Linked DNA regions of Sus scrofa: region 1 is linked to region 2. A link is a contact called in public HiChIP or PLAC-seq data. All regions are on one chromosome and are shown on one strand. Each heading gives the region's core, a stretch centred on a gene start, on an enhancer-like site or on the middle of the called end of the contact. The rest is flanking DNA. Distances are from core to core; before and after follow the strand shown.

The links. HiChIP or PLAC-seq counts read pairs in DNA pulled down with a chosen protein or histone mark.
Region 1: an H3K27ac HiChIP or PLAC-seq map of alveolar macrophages shows a contact between it and region 2. The contact joins the promoter of SPINT2 here to the promoter of SIPA1L3 in region 2. A contact is called at or near these places in 1 of 5 promoter capture datasets (fetal skeletal muscle) and 1 of 2 datasets of contacts at active chromatin or transcription factors (alveolar macrophages).

Annotation. Positions count from the first base shown.
Region 1 is chr6:47,180,406-47,183,105 of Sscrofa11.1, forward strand. It overlaps SPINT2 (kunitz-type protease inhibitor 2), which reads left to right and starts at 1,367. Exons shown (of 7, transcript XM_003127108.5): 1 at 1,367-1,955. The coding sequence starts at 1,850.
Region 2 is chr6:46,946,667-46,949,366 of Sscrofa11.1, forward strand. It overlaps SIPA1L3 (signal-induced proliferation-associated 1-like protein 3), which reads left to right and starts at 1,412. Exons shown (of 25, transcript XM_021094330.1): 1 at 1,412-2,700.

The sequences.
Region 1 (2,700 bases), core at 117-2,616, 230 kb after region 2:
TCGCCCCCTAGCCTGGGAACTTGCATAAGTCTCAGGAACCTCCCTAAAAAGAAACATTTTAATTGCTTAAGGTAAACACACCATTTTGATAACCCAGTTAAAGTTCTTCACATATTATTACATCTAGAGGGAGGCCGAGGAGTGGGTGTGGCCCTGGGTCCTGCAGCACCACCCTGATGTCTTCCTTGCTTCAGGACTTTTGCATTTGCTGTTTGCTTGAAATGTTTATCCATTAGCTCTTCTTATCCTCCAAGGTTCATTATCAAAACCACCTCCTCCACCACCCAGTCCTCCGTTATTTTCCATCCCAGCCTTCAATTCATTTTCTTCATAGCACTGTAAAGTGTTTTCTTCTTTTTTTTTTTTTTTTTTTTTTGGTTTTTAGGGCTGCACCTGCAGCATATGGAAGTTCCCTGGCTAAGGGTTGAATCGGAGCTACAGCTGCCAACCCACGCCACAGCCACAGCAACTCCGGATCCGATGATCCTTGTCTGAGACCTACACCACAGCTCATGGCAGTGCTGGAACGCCCCCCCACCCCAGCAAGGCCAGGGATCAAACCTGCATCCTCATGGACTCTAGTTGGATTCATTTCCCCTGCACTACAATGCAAATTCCCATAAAGTGTTTTCCAAAATACATTTATTTTAATTATCCTGTTGACTGAGCTCTACTCCTATGCCTGTCCTATCCATCCTCCTTTTAAGATTCAGCTCGCACATCCCTCTACAGGAAGTCCTTCCTGGCCCCCAAGGTGGTCAGCTGCCTCTGCCTGTGCTTTCCCAATTCAGCCCTGACACCAATCCCTATCTAGTGTAGAGTTGGTCTCAGGACTGGGAACCCGGGAGGCAAGAGTGTGAGGCTTGTGTTCATTCACGGCTCTTTCATCTTCTCTGGGAGGTCCTCCCTGCCCAGCTCTCAGAATAAATAGGGAACTTGTCTGGGCTCCCAGGTCTTCCACCACCCAGTCCCTTAGCACTCAGCTTGTGTCCCCTGTCTCATCCATATCCACTCTGCCCTATGCTTCTATCATCACTACGCTGGGATGTTCCTGTCCTGGTGATGCAGGAATCTGGTTTGGTCACAGCTGGGTTTCTAGCAACACACTGAGTAGGTGCTCAGGGAACATAGGAATTAGGAATAAATCCCTTGCAACAGAAGGCTGAAGCGAGGTGGGCAAAAATCACACGTGTCCAATAAGGCACGTCCGCGCCCTTTCCTCTCACCCGGAGGCCTAGCCCAAGAGCGAAGGTGCTCGGACGTGGTCAACAAGCCCACACGCTAGGGCGGCGGAAGACCTAGGCAGGAGTGCGCCTGCCCCGGTTAGGCCCCACCCTGGGCGGAGCCAACGCAAAAACCACGCCCCTTTCCAGAGACAGGGGTGGGTCCAGGTGCGCCCAAGGAGGAGGACGGCTGCTCAGGTGCATCCTCCCTGCGCCTGCGCTCTACGCGCCCCGCCTCGCCAGGTGCGCCCCGCCCCCTCCCTGACCCTCCACCTTCCGTAGCTGCTTCGAGGCGGCCGCCATTGCCTCCAGCGCCCACCGAGCGTTTGGGGGTGTGGTGGGGTCTTGAAGTGGGGGGTAAGGTCGGGGGCGAGCGAGGAGCGGACTGAAGCATCGTGGGCACCGGAGGCAGTGTCCGCACACCGAAGGCCCGAGAAAGGGGCTTCCTAGAAACTTCCTGGGTGGCGAGGGCCAGCGCAGCACCCCGCGGACCTTCTGCGAGCTGCCGCAGCTGGACGCGAGGCGCTCCCGTGCGCGTGCGCGGCAAGGGTCTTCCCGCACCTGACCGCGAGACCCCAACGGCCGGCGGTTCGAGGCCTCCCCTGGGCAGCCGGGTGGAGCCCGTCATGGCGCAGCTGTGCGGGCCGAGCTGGTGCGGGGCGCTCCTCGCTCTGCTGGCACTGCTGCTCCTCGGCGGGGCCAAGGAGGCCAACGGAGATCGTGGCGTCCACGGTGAGGTCCCGGGCGGGGTCTCCCTGGAGGGATGGAGGGCTGAGGGGCTGCAGGCGGGGCGTTAGGGGCAAGGTCGAGGGGGTAAGTCGGGTCCGAGGAGGCCCTGAGCGGGGAGAACTGGTGGAGAAGAAAGTTGGGGGCGATTTGGTGAAGCTCAGGGGGCGCCCTGGAGCCAGCCCTGGGAGGCCGAGCCTGGAGAAGAAAGTTTGGGAACCCTTGCGAGTGAGGAGCGCGGAGGAACCCGGGCTGGGAAAAGTTTCCTGTGGGTGAGGGAGGCGACGAGGGCTGTTGACCAAGGAGTGGCATCGGCCCTTCCTGTGGCAGGAAGCGGGTGAGGGGCCGAACCGAAGACCGGCCTCTTCCTGGAGGCGGAAAGTGGCAGGGCCCCAGAAAGCCCGGGGAGGCCCGTCTCCGAGGGCTGGCTCGGACAGGTGACCAGGTGGCTGTTTTTAGCCTCAGGAAAGAAGACCTCACCCTCTCCTCTTTAGATCATGGACAGCGGCCTCCTGAGACACCTTTCTGGTTCAGCTGCAGCAGAGCGCCTCCCAGAAGAACGGTGTTTCTCAGTGAGAGCCAAAGGAAGGAGAAGAAAAGCACCAGTGTGGGGGAGAGAACTTCGTCAGGGTGCAAGGGTGGGAGCCCCTTGGTGTACGAAGAATATGGGCATTAAGAAGGGGGCTTGGATGGGAGTTCCCGTCGTGGCTCAGTGGCTAATGCATCTGACTAGGAACCATGAGGTTTCGGC
Region 2 (2,700 bases), core at 162-2,661:
CTGTCAGTTTAATTGATCTCTGCTCTATCCTTTAATATTTTTTCTTTCTGCTGCTTTCTTTGAGTTTAGTTTACTTGTCTATTAAAGCTTAAATATTGATTTGAAATCTTTTCTAATATGGGCACTTAAAGGTATAAATTTCCTTCTAAATGTTACTTAAACTACATTCCATAAATGTTGAAGTTTTGTGGTTTTGTTTCAGTTTCAAATATTTTCTAATTTCCCTTGTGATTTCTTCTTTGACATGTGAGTTATTTAAAAGTGTCTTATTTAATCCAAATATCTGGAGGTTTACCAAATTTCTTTCTGTTGTTGATAATCAGTTTAATTCCATTGTGATGGAGTAACATTCTTGTGTCATTTCAATCCTTTAAAAAAAATTTTTTTTTTTTTTTAAAGGGCTGCACTTGTGGCATATGGAGGCTCCCAGGCTAGGGACTGAATTGGAGCTGTAGCTACCAACCTATACCACAGCCAACAGCAATGCAGGATCTGAATCGTGTCTGCAACCTACACCAGAGCTTATGGCAACACCAATCCTTAACCCATTAAGCAAGGCTGGGGCTCGAACCTGCATCCTCATGGATGCTGGTCAGATTCGTTAACTACTGAGCCATGACGGGAACTCCTAAAAAATTATTTTACTTAAAAAAAAAATTGAAGTCTCTGGAGTTCCCGTCATGGCTCAGTGGTTAACGAATCTGACTGGGAACCATGAGGTTGTGGGTTCGATCCCTGGCCTTGCTCAGTGGGTTAAGGATCCGGCATTGCCATGAGCTGTGGTGTAGGCCAGTGGCTTCAGCTCCAATTTGACCCCTAGCCTGGGAACCTCCATATGCCGCGGGAGCAGCCTAAGAAATCGCAAAAAGACAAAAAAAAAAAAAAAAAGAAAATTAAGTCTCACAAGAAAATGCAAAAACATCGCAGGTAGGACAAATGGATCTCTACATGCAGAAGAATGACATTAGAGCCTTATCTTACAACATATACAAAATGATCTCAAAATAGATCATAGACCTAAATGTAAGAGCTAAAACTATAAGACATTTGGAAGAAAAGATAGGAGTATGCCTTCATCCTTGGGATAGGTGATGGTTTCTTAGATATGACACCAAAACTACAAGCAACAAAAGAAAAAAAAATAGATACGTTGGACTTCATCAAAATAAAATTTTTGTGTATGATTCAAAGGATACCTTTAAGAATGTAAAAATGCAAACCATAGAATGGGAGAAGATATTTGCAAATCGTATGTGTCATAAGGGATTTGTGTCCAGAATTTACAAAGAACTCTTACAACTTGACAATATAAAAGCAAATAATCCAATTTAAAAATGGGCAAAGGATTTGAATGGCTATTTCTCCCATAAAGATATATAAATGGCCTATAAGTACATGAAAAGATGCTCAAGGAGGTTCCCTTGTGGTGCAGTGGGTTAAGGATCTAGCGTTGTCACTGCAGTGGCCCAAGTTGCTCCTGTGGCATGGGTTCTATCCCTGGCCTGAGAAATTTCACAGCCAAAAAAAAGATGCTAAATACCATTAGTCATTAGGATAATTCTAATCAAACCACAGTGATATTCCACTTCACTACAACGGCTGTAACGAAAAAGATGGACAATAATAAATGTTACCAAAGATGGTAGAAACTGTAACCCTCATATATGGCTGATGGGATTGTAAACTGGTGTAGCCACTTTGGAAAACAGTTTGGCAGTTCCTCAAAAAGTTACACCAAGTTCCCTTATGACTCAGCAATTCCACTCTTAGGTATATCCCCAAGAGAAGTATAAATGTACAGCCACATAATAGCTTATACACAGATGTTCATAGCAGCATTATTCGTAATAGCCAAAAAGTAGAAATAACCCAGATGTCCACTCACTGGTGATAGCATAAACAAAATGTGGCATATATACACAATAGCATGTTATTCTTCCACAGAAATGAACGGAGTACTGATGTATACTGCAACGTGGATGAACCTTGAAAACATTATGGCAGAGGAAGGAAATCATACTCGAAGGACCATGTATTGTATGATTCCTTTATATGAAATGTTCAGAGTGAGCAAATCTATAGACAGAAAGTGAATTAGTGTTTTTTTAGGCTGGGAATGTTGAGAGGGGAGAATGATAAGTGATTGCTTTTATCAGTTTATTTTTGAGATGATGAAAACTTTCTAAGTTTAGGTTATGTTGATGGTTACACAACTCTGATTATACTAGAAACCATTGAATTGTTCACTTTGTAAGAATGAATTTCATTCATTCATATTTGATATAATTATTGGTATGTTTGAATCAATGTTTGTCTTTTTCTGTTTGTTTTCTGTATGTCTCATGTCTGTCTTTTTCCCTTTACTGCTTTCTTTCTGATAAGCACATACTTCCTAGAGTTTTATTTTAATTCCTTTGGGGTTTTAAAAACTTTTTCATGTTATTTCCTTAGTAGGTCTCTAGGGATTAGAGTGTGCATCTTAATTTATCACAGTCTACTTTAGTAATACTAAAACTTAGTTCCAGTTAAATATAGAAACTTTGCTCTAATATCAGACTACTTCTTCTTCCCTCTTTTATGTTGTTATTGTCATGTATATTTTTATGTTACAATCCCCAGAGTACAGTTTTATTATTTTTTAATGAAATCTTGCATTTTTAAAATCAGTGAAGAGAAGAAAAAATATTTATGTAATCATTT